Linked DNA regions of Pan troglodytes: all the other regions are linked to region 3. Evidence: chromatin contacts called from public Hi-C data. All regions are on one chromosome and are shown on one strand. The core of a region is the stretch at or near the end of the contact, and the rest is flanking DNA. Distances in the headings are between cores, read along the strand shown. Region 1 overlaps ALPK2 (alpha kinase 2). Region 2 overlaps NEDD4L (NEDD4 like E3 ubiquitin protein ligase). Region 3 holds the start of NEDD4L (NEDD4 like E3 ubiquitin protein ligase).

The links. Hi-C and Micro-C count contacts between places; a contact is called where the count stands out from the background.
Region 1: a Hi-C map of stem cell-derived neural progenitor cells shows a contact between it and region 3, with 5 times the contacts expected there. The contact joins the enhancer-like site here to the promoter of NEDD4L in region 3. A contact is called at or near these places in 1 of 7 Hi-C or Micro-C datasets (stem cell-derived neural progenitor cells) and 1 of 1 datasets of contacts at active chromatin or transcription factors (stem cell-derived excitatory neurons).
Region 2: a Hi-C map of stem cell-derived neural progenitor cells shows a contact between it and region 3, with 4 times the contacts expected there. The contact joins the enhancer-like site here to the promoter of NEDD4L in region 3. A contact is called at or near these places in 1 of 7 Hi-C or Micro-C datasets (stem cell-derived neural progenitor cells) and 1 of 1 datasets of contacts at active chromatin or transcription factors (stem cell-derived excitatory neurons).

Annotation. Positions count from the first base shown.
Region 1 is chr17:68,557,361-68,560,977 of NHGRI_mPanTro3-v2.0_pri, reverse strand. The region is part of intron 12 of ALPK2 (alpha kinase 2); the gene reads left to right. Among named protein-coding and RNA genes, the nearest start is that of MIR122, 42 kb to the right of the region's middle. Within about 2 kb of position 1,292, at least 5 of the 24 cell types and tissues checked have an H3K27ac peak or open chromatin away from gene starts, as enhancers often do. A contact at or near this core is called in stem cell-derived neural progenitor cells, where this site is marked.
Region 2 is chr17:68,380,364-68,384,563 of NHGRI_mPanTro3-v2.0_pri, reverse strand. NEDD4L (NEDD4 like E3 ubiquitin protein ligase) reads right to left here. Exons shown (of 31, transcript XM_001140979.7): 6 at 2,290-2,340. Among named protein-coding and RNA genes, the nearest start is that of MIR122, 130 kb to the left of the region's middle. Within about 2 kb of position 2,508, at least 6 of the 24 cell types and tissues checked have an H3K27ac peak or open chromatin away from gene starts, as enhancers often do. A contact at or near this core is called in stem cell-derived neural progenitor cells, where this site is marked.
Region 3 is chr17:68,101,104-68,105,047 of NHGRI_mPanTro3-v2.0_pri, reverse strand. NEDD4L (NEDD4 like E3 ubiquitin protein ligase) reads right to left here and starts at 1,265. Exons shown (of 31, transcript XM_001140979.7): 1 at 759-1,265. The coding sequence starts at 806.

The sequences.
Region 1 (3,617 bases), core at 43-2,542, 460 kb before region 3:
GGATATTAGATCTTCTTGTCTTTTGTTTTTTAAAAACTTTTCTTTAAACTTTACCTTTTTAAGCCACAGTTTTTTTCCCAAAAGAAATATATCTTACAATCACAGTTTGAAAAACTGATGAAAAGGGAAAACTTCTCCAAACAGAGCATAAGAGGTGGTTGAGAGACCTCTTTAGAGGCTCCTGGGAACCCCTCTGGAGTGGAAACCAGTGATCAAGCCCGACCTCCTCACTTCACAGGTGAGGAGGCATGGGGCATGGGGCATGGGGCATGGGGCAGCCTGCTTGCTGGCAGGAGTCAAGAAGTCTTTCCTGCTTGAAGTCAGCACCCCAAAGTGAACGGCAGATCCTCAATGCTGGGAGGCGAGGCACAATTGAAAAAGTTCTCCAGTGAATGTCAAAGCCGCAAAAGGGAGCTAACTCATGAGAACAGACTTGGAAAGGGCTCAAGTTCAAGGGCACTCTGCAGACAGGAAAGTCCAGGTGGGAGGCAAATGAGCTGGGGAAGAAAGGAAGGCGAGCATTGCAGACTGCAGACAGCAGGAGAGAAGATGGAGGAATAAGGGTTGATCGAGCAAGTTCTCTTGATTCTTAGCAAGCAACTGTGAGTGAGCTTAGTTCATTCATGATGCAAAGGGAGAGTCGCAAGTTCTATGGGGGGGCTGGTACCTGGCAGGGTTCAGCTGGGGGAACAGCACCATCATAAGAAGCAGTGCTCCGTGTGTCATTAAAAAAAAAAAATTCCCATATGTCTCAATCAGGACCATATATTTGGCTGCTGACACCCCAGTCATGCAACCTGTTTTGCTGTCTTGTTCAATGAAGTCAAAGGCTATGATCCTATTTCAGGAGTAATTACTCTAATCTCATAAAATAAAATAGAGAATTGTCATGACTTACTCATTTTAATTCAACTTTACTTCATTGTATGTTCCTTATAACAGGAGTATGTCATATTTCTCTTGGGAGCCAGAGATATAAATATGTCTGGAAACACATCCCCTGTACCTCAGCCACCTCAATCTTTTGGCAAATGTTGAGTACAAAAATTTCAAGTTACAAAGTATGGCAAGTAAGATTGTTTTGACATCCAGTAATCCACTTTCTAGATAGACCCAAGATACTAACCCGTTGAACAAATTTCTGATTGGAAATTACACAAGGAAAAAAGGCCTAATTTTATAACTGGAGATTTGGAAATGTAACCTAACCAACTCCAGACCGATCTAAAGCCATGCGTGCAGTGGAGCCGAACTGCAAACTCATGCTTCTCTCCAGCCAGTCGGGGAGTTCCCGGGGGAGGCGACCAGATTGCAATTCAACCACCAGAGGGCTCCAGAACCAATACTTTGCCCTTTGTAGTCTCCCCTAAAAAGCCAATTTCCTGTTGCCAGATTGAAATAAAACAAAGAAAAGTACCATTAGCAGATTTCTTCCCTGGCAGTAAGCATTAGACCAAAATAAGATTAATATGGACAGCCATAAAGGACACCCCTCGCAGTGGCTGCCAGCCAGCCTTGCATCTTTCTACCCTCGGAGGAAGGAACGACGAGGCTTAAGGATGTGTGGCTTGTGTCAAGCGTCCCTGACATGGAAGCCAAATTCCCGAGACCCTGGACAGAAGCCTGGATGATTCATTCATGTAGCAGGAGGAGAGCTGCCTTGAGAAAGCAGGCTCCATTGGGGTCTGTGTGCCTAGCTCTGGTCCTGGCCATGAACAGGAGAAAAGATCAAAATAGACTCCCACACTCGGCCAAGCTGAGTTCCAAAAGAAAGGCTCTGCCCTCAATGCCCACAAGCAGATGGAGGGGACGGCAGCCACCTGGGATGCTTTGCCCAGTCACAAGGCCGAGCCACCACCGTACCTGGAGAGGAAGGGCCAAAACAAACTTGGAGGTGGGAAGAAACAATCTAATCCGAAGAAACACGCCCCGAGAATAGGCTTATGTGCATGAGTGGTGACTCCAGGCAGACTATTTAAAGCAATGCATGAGTCTGCCAGGAGAGGAAACAAAGGGACATTGGAACAGAATTCCTGATGCCTTTAAAGTGTCTCATAGCAGGGCCATGTCACTATAGAACACCAAACATTTCAGCTGAGTCCCCAATGCCAGGCATCAGCGGACCAATCTCACAGGCCTGTCAGCTTGAGAAAGGCAATTTTATGCCCCAGATAGCTCCTGTCCCCGCCTGCCACATGGTCACCTGTCCCGGAAGGCCACCTGCATCCCATCTTCATCCGGTCAGGCCATTCTGTAGTAGGGCTGGCTGGCCCGCTGGCTGATTTATGTGGCTAGTCTTTGCCATTAAGGAATTTTGGAGGCTGAAGGGAAGTCTGAAGGGAACAGTGGTGATTTTCGCAGTTTTTGGCAAGGCAGACCCTACTATAGCAGTGCTCTCAGTGTATGGGGGAGTCTCCCAGGCCCAACAGAGCCAGCCGGGACATGCCCCCTCCATGGAGGGACTAGCACAGCAGTCTCCTGGCCTCTACCCAGAAGTCTTACAAAGGACAGTTCTGTTAAAGTGTCTGGAATTGGGATCCATGGGTTCCTCCCACTCCTGACCCTATTCCCTAGTTGTCCCCCTGCCCAGTCCATTCCCCAGGACCTGAGGACTCAGGGACAGGTGCTGCATCGCTTGTCATCCAGCTTCAGAGATGAGTCTGAACAGAGAGAACGTCTAGAGAAGTCTGGTAGATTTGAGATCACCCCTGCAGGACAGACTGGTGGCCAATAGGAGACAGAGGCACGAGGCAGGTACAGGGATGGCCAAGAGGGTTGGGGTGACAGAGCCTGAGCGGACAGGATGGGGTGAAGACCAGAGTAGACAAGAAAAAGGTTATCACTGCCTTCAGGAAGGTCTAAGCCAATGTAGTGTCACCAGGTGGGAGCCTCATGACAGATCAGAGAGGGAATGTGCTGCCAAGATGCCAGCAACTAAACAAGTTTGTCGACTAAAGACAAGGAAAAGTCTAGAAGGTAGCCAGAAAAGGAGGTGTGGGGAATGTGTGTGTGTGTGTGCGCACGTATATGTGTCTGTGTGCGTCTTTGTCTTTGTGTGTGTCTGTGTCTGTGTCCCTGTGTATGTGTGTGCATGTGTCTGTGTGTATATCTGTGTCTGTGTCTTTGTGTGTCTGCCTCTGTGTGTTGTGTGTGTGTGTGTGTGTGTGTGTCTAAAGAGACCTTGCCTGTTTGAAGACAGAGGGGAAGGAGCCTATGGGAAAACAATGAGGGACTAACGGCGGAGTGATGTTCCAGAGTGGTGAGCACCCCTCTGAGGATTCAGAGTTTGTCAATACGGAAGGCCCTGCAGCCCTCGCTGTGCAACTTGGAGCACACTGGAAATGTGGCTTTGCCTCTATCCACCCTCACCGCCACCCACGGCGTCAGCCCAGCTGCTCCTCTGAATGGTGAATTCTCAAAAAGCCTGTACCTAGTGGGAATGCTGACGCGCTTCTCCCTCACCTCAATTACCTGCCCTGTGGCCCTGCAGAGGCTCCTGTAACCGCCCCACAAGTTCTCCTTGCCTGTATGCCTAGACAGGACATGGCCAATTTATCAAGATAGGAATTGCAACAGAGAAAGAGTTTAATTCACATAGAGCCAGCTGTATGGAAGAC
Region 2 (4,200 bases), core at 1,259-3,758, 280 kb before region 3:
CCTGGACTCAAGCGATCCTCCTGCCTTGGCCTCCAAAAGTGCTGGGGTTACAGGCATGAGCCACTGTACCTGGTCTATTTCCTTTTATCTAAAGCTTGGTGGTTTTGACAAATTTTGAATCTACAGACTGTAAATAATCCACCTTGACAATGGTCATATACTAATCAAGAACACAGCATCCATAATTCAATCCACAAAATACACTCATATGCTCCCGCCCTCTCCACACTCACACCTGTGTGCTATCACACAAATAGAATGCCACTGTAATTTCCCCATGAGCACCCTATACACACGACCAAACATACACACGAAAGCACCTGAAATCCTGGATTCAAAAGCCACGTGCATTCAGAACACGCAACTTGGGTTCTACCGCCACATGAATAAAGAATATACCTTCACGCCTCTCCTTTTGTTTTCTTTGTGGTCCATCTCTCTGACTGTAGTTGGCTGTGAACAGCTAGTCAGTTTGAAGTATGGAGGTGAAGCACGCCACTGCAAGTTACCCTCTGGGCACACGAGTAACTAGGGGCACTCGGTCCTCTCTGGGCCTTCACGGCTCTACCCTCTGCAATCGGCTGGCTTCTATTCCTGCCCTGTGCCTCTGCACCGCTTCCTTCTTTGAAGGCTCACTGACCCTGCCTCCACTCAGAATCCAAAGCTAAACTATTCTTTCTACTGACTTGGCCTCGGAGGAGGAACCTTTTTCTATTTTCTGGGAGCCCTACTCAACCTTTCAAGACCAGGTGCTGCTCACTCACTCAAAAAAGAGCTTGTCAGAGCAAGGTTTTTAAACATGTCACTTTTGCCTCTTACCAAATATTAGAATATTTGCCTCTCAGAAAATAATTTCCCTTGGCCAAGATGTGGTTTTTACATTAGGGAAAGGGTGGCTGGAGACGTCCATAAAAGAGCTGGCCCATCAACCAACACTGTCTAAAAGTGTGAGAAGATCGCAGCTTCAGTCTGAAGAACATACACAGAAGACCTCCCAACGTAGAAGGATGCGAGGTCTTTGCTCACAAAAGGTGAAATAGTCACATCCTCCCAACGTGACCTGAGAAGAGCAGTCAGGTTTCTGATGGCTCATGGAGTAGGTCTCACGCAGAAGCCCCGGGCAGGCCCCTCCCGTGGCACCCTGGAGCTTCAGAGTTTTATAAAGAAACAAACAAGGTATTTTAAGAATATCACTTTCACTTCCAGTCCTTTGGAACCTTGCAACTTTCTTCCTTAACAGCTCCCCTGAGTGAGTAAGAGTAAATTACTTGCTATCACCTTCCTTCACAACACATCTTCAAAGCTTACTTGGTATTTAACATATGGAAACAGCCATAATTTCCACACAGCAGGAAGCTTATGCTAGGGGGTTAAGTCACTTTACTTTATAGACTATTTATGCTACTTGCTCACACAAAGCATTTAAAAAAATAACACAATGCCCTTGTAAGGCAGAAACATTCGCCTTTCCTCTCTCAGCTGCTACTTCTATCACGTCGTCGTGCTGCCCAGGGAAGAAGGCCAGGAGGAAGGCTGGGACAAGCCGGAAAACTGAAGCTGGAATAGGAGATGGGGATCCACCTTTCTCAAGGCCTCCAGGTCCCAACTACACATTCTGTCTGCCCTGCCTCCTGTTTCGGGTGTCAGCCCTAATACCCGTCACTAGTCAACAGCCTCGACTGCTCCGCTACTTTGAGCAGAGAGAAATGGCAGCGCCACACATGCTAACTCAGTGCGTGTTCCAGCGAGGGTGGGTGTTCCCAGCTGACAAGTTCACTCAGAATGAACAGGCTCTTCTTTTGTCACCATGCTGACTGAGAAAGCCAGACACCAAAATCTGGGAAATGCTATTATAGTTTGTGTAGAGGTATCCAAGAGAAATGGCATGTGCGGTTCCAGACAAAGAGTGCAAACATCTGATGGGACCCGGAGGATGCATTAGGAAGCAGAGACAGTAAGTGACAAGAAGGGAGGCCTGAGTGAAGGAGGTGTCTGTTTTGTAAGATGTGATACACAAAGGTGGAGCAGCTGAAGTGCAGAAAAGAGAGGGAGCTGGTGGATGGGAACGCAAGCGCACGACTCAGGCACCCTTGACTACTCTTACAGCCAGCTTCTCCTCCATCCCCTTGAAAGGACCACTTTCCAGAAAGGACTAAGGCCACAGCACACATGCTTCATTTCAGCCTTCTCCACCGTGGTGAAGAAATGCCACTCTGAAAATATGCTGACTACAGACAATTAGAAACCCCCGCCCCCAGCACGAAGCATCAAACATGAGACTGTCCTTACCGGAAGGTGACTAAGGGGCACGTCCACCTGGCCCAGGAAGTCGTCTCGTGTCTGTTAGGAAGAGAACAAAGAGTTAGTGTTTCCATTTCTTCACTGAGCGTCAGCATTTCCTAAAAATGTTTTATCATGAATAGAGACAAAGGTCCAGGGCCTGGCACTGGAATGTGGAGGGCGGAAGGCCCCGAGGAGACACGAGTAACCACACCCCGGGAGACCAGGAGCCCGTGCGCCTGGACTGAGCTGGCTGAGATTCTGTCTGGTGTCTGCTACCAAGCACAATGCTATGGAAGCCTCTGTAGAAGCTGGGAGAACATGATCAGTCAGGGAAGAGACAGGCAGGGTTTGAGGGCACAGCTGGGCCCAGCTGAAAGAGAAGATGGCAAACAAATGCTGGGAACATTTTAATAAGTGTTTACTGATCCAATGCTAAAAACTAAAGAGCTTCTTGAGAGCTGAGAGCCAATGGAAAAAGTATATGGCCTAGTTAACAATGCATCTTACAAACTGCATCTCACAAAAAAATACACACTTTTTAAATCCAGTAAGTACATTGTTTTTTTTAATCTAGTAAGTGCACTGCTTCAGAATCCACGTATATGGATCAGGTCCTGCTAATTTCTGGACACACCATGCCTCTCCCTCTCCACATCTACCATACTGCACGTATCTCTCCCGACTTCAAAGAGGCCCAGGTGAAAATCATTTGGAGACACGCACCAGTCCCCTCTAAGGCTCTGGGAGTCATCTGGGAAGTCATGATTCAGCTCCACAGGTCACTGGCCTGGACCACACGGTGTCCGATAGACCACAGTCACACTATATCCCTCAGTTACGGTGCTTGTGGCATGGCCTCTGACGTTTAGATGACCCGAGAAGCAAACTGGAACACAATGACTATTTGCCGCTCTCATATAAAAATATGCAGTTGGTTCCACCACATTCAAAATGCGTAAAAGCTGGGCAGTTCTTTAGATATGATGAGACCAGCCCCATAGCCAGCTTCAGCCACCTAAGAAGGAATCCAGCCTACCTGGTGCTGAATGCTGGCCTCTTATTTCTACTCTGCTAGTTTACAGAGAAAGTTTCTAATTCACATATGCTATTTTTCAAGTGTACTTGAAAAACATTCTCTTCTTCCATTTAAAAGGAAGCAGCAGGTAAATATGAATGAGATTTATTGAAATGACTTGCTCCAAGCATAGCAATTCCTTTTAGATAATTGAAAAAATTTGATGAACTGGAAAGCCATCTGTCTCCTCTAAACAATCCATACTGGATAATAAAAAAATCAAAGTTACCACGGTTTGGGTATGCATGAAGAATGAGACTAACCCCAATCCTTTTGATGAGATTTTCATTTCTTTTACTTTCTTAGCTGTATCTGCTACAACTCAACGTGGAGACGCCTCATCTAGCATAGAGCGGTAAGAGGAGGTGCCCATAGATTCTGTATGTCTTACCAAGAGCAGCAGTCAGCAGAAGGCCTTGAGAATAATGACAGCCTTGCTATCCAGCTCACAGACCTAATCACGCTGCCCCAGTGACTCACACCAATGACAGTTACACAAGGAGTTAGGCAGTGTGCCTGTTAGTTCTCTATTTGGCTGATTTCACTATTTTTTTTTTTTTTTTTTTTTTTGAGACAGAGTCTCTTGCTCTGTCGCCCAGGCTGGAGTACAGTGGTGCAATCTCAGCTCACTGCAACCTCCGCCTCCTGGGTTCAAGCGATTCTCCTGCCTCAGCCTGAGTAATTGGGACTACAGGCACACACCACCACGCCCAGCTAATTTTTGTATTTTTAGCAGAGATGGGGTTTCACCACGTTGGCCAGGCTGGTCTCGAACATCTGACCTCCAACGATCTGCCCGCCTCGACCTCCCAAAGTGCTAGGATTACAGGTGTGAGTCACCA
Region 3 (3,944 bases), core at 16-2,515:
TTATTCATTCGCTTTATTAATAAAAGAGATCAATTAAGCTTTCCTCTCCCCACCCACCCCGGAGGTGCCGGGCTTTGAATCCTCGGGAGGAAAAAATGGCAGGGCTGCAAGCTTCCTCCCCAAGTTTCCAGGAGCACCTGCCACCAGCCTTGAACACCTCCCCCACCGAGGCTCCGAAATCCACAATCCTGGCCGTAGACTTTGCAAAACGAGGGGAGGGACACACGCAGCGTGTCCCCCATTCCCGCCGGGATAAGCACGCACAGGCTTCTGAGCGCCTGCTGATCCACACAATCATGAGAGAGAAAGTTCCAGGGGGAAACGATCCGGCTTCTCCGCAGTCCCGGGTCTCCAGCCGCGCGACCCAGACGTGACATGCATCATGGACTCCCGGGCTGCAGGGGCGAGAGGCGGAAAGTTGCCCAACAGCCCCGGGAGACGCTGCTTGGAGAGGAAGAGGCAAGAGAGGCACGCATGCCCCCTCCCTCTCCTCCCAAAAGCGAGGAGCTGCGGAGTGAACCCCCAGCTCCAAGGGCGTCGCGCCGCTTTATTTACAAACAATGAGCTCGGCTTGCGGAGGGTGGAGGGTGCGGAAGGACCCAAGCTCCCCTGGATCCCGCTCCGGGGCGCTCCCGCTTTGGGGCTCCCCTGCAGACGCTGGGCACGAGCACCCCGGGGACGGCCCCTTTCCCCTCCCCCTGCCGGCGCGGGATAGGAACTCCCCGGGGAGTCCCGAGCAGGAAGGGGGTGCCACTCACCTCGTCTTCGGAAAGTCCATAGACCGGCTCCCCGAGCCCGGTCGCCATGGAGCCGGCGCCCCGCGCGGGGTCTGAGGCGCTCCCAGCGGCTGTGCTGCGGCGCGGACGGCCGGTTCTCCCCTCTGCCTCCAGGTCCCCCCGGTCCCGCACCCTACCCTGCGCACGCCCTGCCGGGTAAGCGGCCGGGCGCCGGCAGGTGAGGGTGCCCGAGAGCGCGCCCCGGACGCTGCCGGCACCGCTTCCTCCCGGAAGGCTGCGGGACCAGCGGGCGGGCGGCTCCCGAGAGCGCGCCGAGCACCGGGCGGCAGCCCCGGCGCCTCTCCCTGCGCGCGGCGGCGGCGCAGACCCGGCCGGGCTTTCCCTCCCCGCGACCCGCGCCTCCCTCCCGCCCCGCCGCTCTCCGCCCCTCTCCGAGCCTCCTCTGCGCTCCCGGGGACCCGGCTCGCCCGCCTCCTCGCTAGCTCCGTCCGGGCCCCCGCTCTCTCCGCCCCCTCCTCCGCCTCCTCCCACCGGCGCCGCGAGGGTACCCTCCCCGTTCGCCGGGGCGGGCGCACGCGCCCCCCAAGCCAATCACAGGCCGGGCTGGGGAGCGGGCCGCAGGCTGCGGGGGTGGCGGAGTTCAGCCCCACGCCCACCCCGGCCCGGGGCCTCCAGCGCGGCGCGGCGCGGCGGGGGTCACCCGGCCGCGGGGCGGATCCGCAGGGGCGTGTACTGGCGCGCTTGGCCGGCGCCGCCGACCCTCCCTCCTCTCCCGGGTTCCCTCCGCTTTAGGGAGGGGGCGGGCTGGACGTTTGGGGGCGATAGAGGATTTTGCGAACAATAACAAAAACGCCCTGAGCGTTTCTTCCTCCCGGTGGTCTTTTTACCGAGAGCTCTGAGCTCGCTGTTAACTGTGAAAAGGGGAAAAGATGGATGTTTCTAGACCCCTTTAAATTCTTTGCGGCCCCGACGAGCAGGACTTGTCTACATTGTCAGCTCCCGGGAGCGAGCCGCCCGGCCCGGCTGCCAGCCGAGGAGAGGCTGCCCCAGTGTGGCCGCAAGTCGCCATTGCCTGTGTCAATCTTGCAGGGAACAAAACCAACATAGCGCCCGCCCCGGTTACACACCCACCCACGCGAAAACAGACAGCATGGTTCTTCGAATAAAAAGCAGTTCATTTGTGAGCCGCAACGTGAAATATCAAACTCAAGCTTAAGGTTATCCTTTGCATATGCAAATGATCGAGACGTCTTATTAGCCACCGTAGCTAATAAGACCCACCTCCCAGCTACTGTTTCTCTAGCAAGCAGTTCATTTAATCCTTCCGATTTATAGGACTGCAAGAGAATACTTTAAATAAGTGAAAGAAATTCGTCAGTCGACTTTTTCGGAAGCCTTTCCTTAAATTTAGATGTTAAGTGCAGTTGGGAGTTCAAAAAGAAAACAGACGCAGAACATTCCATTTGCCTTTGAAAAGGAAACGTCAAAGTGCCTACTTGGGTATTACCAGGATGCATTTAGGATTTTCGTTCAAGGAAGTTAAGAGAGAACTCGCGTGACCCGAAAGAATCATATTCCTCGTTGCCAGCTACATAACTATCTGCTGTTCGTCCTGTTAGTTCGTTTTCATGCTACCTTAAGCTCTCCTTTGCCTCCCTGCAGCATGAGTGGCTTAAAACCTGTGCCGTAGAATGGGTTTCCTTTGACGACTTAGCCCCATGGAGTCAACATCCTACTCAGAAGCCTTCTCTAGAAGTCTTGAGCCATCAAGTCCACAGTACTTACAGGCCACAAAACCCCCGATGAGAACTATTTATGGAGGACTATTTAAAAGTCAGATTTCTGTCCATTCTTTCAATACTGAGGTTTTTCAACCCTTTCAAACCTCGAGTCTTTAGGCCGGGCACGGTGGCTCAAACCTGTAATCCCAGCACTTTGGGAGGCTGAGGCGGGCGGATCATAAGATCGGGAGTTCAAGACCAGCCTGGCCAATATGGTGAAACTCCATCTCTACTAAAAATACAAAAATTACCCAGGCGTGGTGGCGGGCGCCTGTAATCCCAGCTACTCGGGGAGGCTGAGGCATGAGAATCCCTTGAACCTGGGAGGCGGAGGTTGCAGTGAGCCGAGACTGCGCCACTGCACTCCAGCCTGGACCACAGAGCGAGACTCCGTCTCAAAAAAAAAAAACAAAACAAAAAAAACCGTAAAGTCTTTTGATAAACAAAAGGTACACGTGCACACTCTTTCTCTCTCTCTCTCTCTCTCACACACACACACACACACACGCATTCTCAGATGCCCTTGCCCTAGCCTGTGACCCTCATGGATGGGAGTCAGTGCTTCTCTACCTACCCTCACTAGCCAAGCCTTTGTAAAATTTGTACAGTTTATATTATAAAGGAAGAAAAGTAATTGAATAATAATGCTAGCATTTTGGGAGGCAGAGGCAGGAGGATCATTTGAGACCAGGAGTTCGAGACCAGCCTGGGCAATATAGAGAGACCCCTGTCCCTACAAAAAAAAAAAAAAAAATTAAAAATTAGCCAGGTGTGGTGGCATGGGCCCATAGTCCTAGCTACTCAGGAGGCTGAGACTAGAGGTTCACTTGAGCCCAGAAGTTCAAGGTTACAGTGAGCTATGATTGTGCCACTGCACTCCAGCCTGGATGACAGAGAAAGACCCTGTGTCTCTAAATAAATAAATACATAAATAAATAATTCTTAAAATGTGCTGATAGAAAATTATAATTTCTAATTACACACGACATGCCTTCCACATCCCGGAGGTACACAATTCCAGGCTTCGCCTTTGGGTAAGGCTATGTCATCTGGAAACTGTAGAGGGGTGTGGCAGTTTCTCTTCCTGTCTTTTATCATCTACTCCCACACACCCACCGCAACAGCCTATAGCCCTGCACTCAGGGTCATGTCCTTGTCTTTCCCTGAGGGATGGTTATTAGGAACTATAATATGAAACTTGCCATATGTCACTTATTGTGGGGTGTTTATAAAATCGTGATCCATGACATCAACATCCTCTGTGAGAAGACTAATAAACTAGACATTTATTTCAGATCTATGAAGAAAAGCTGTTTTGCTTTCAAGAAACTGGTAAGCTTTTGCATGGCAGATGACCAAAATTATTAAAACCGACTGTGTTTTTCTATCTACTTTGGCCACCAGGAAGCTCAGAACCAGTTTCATG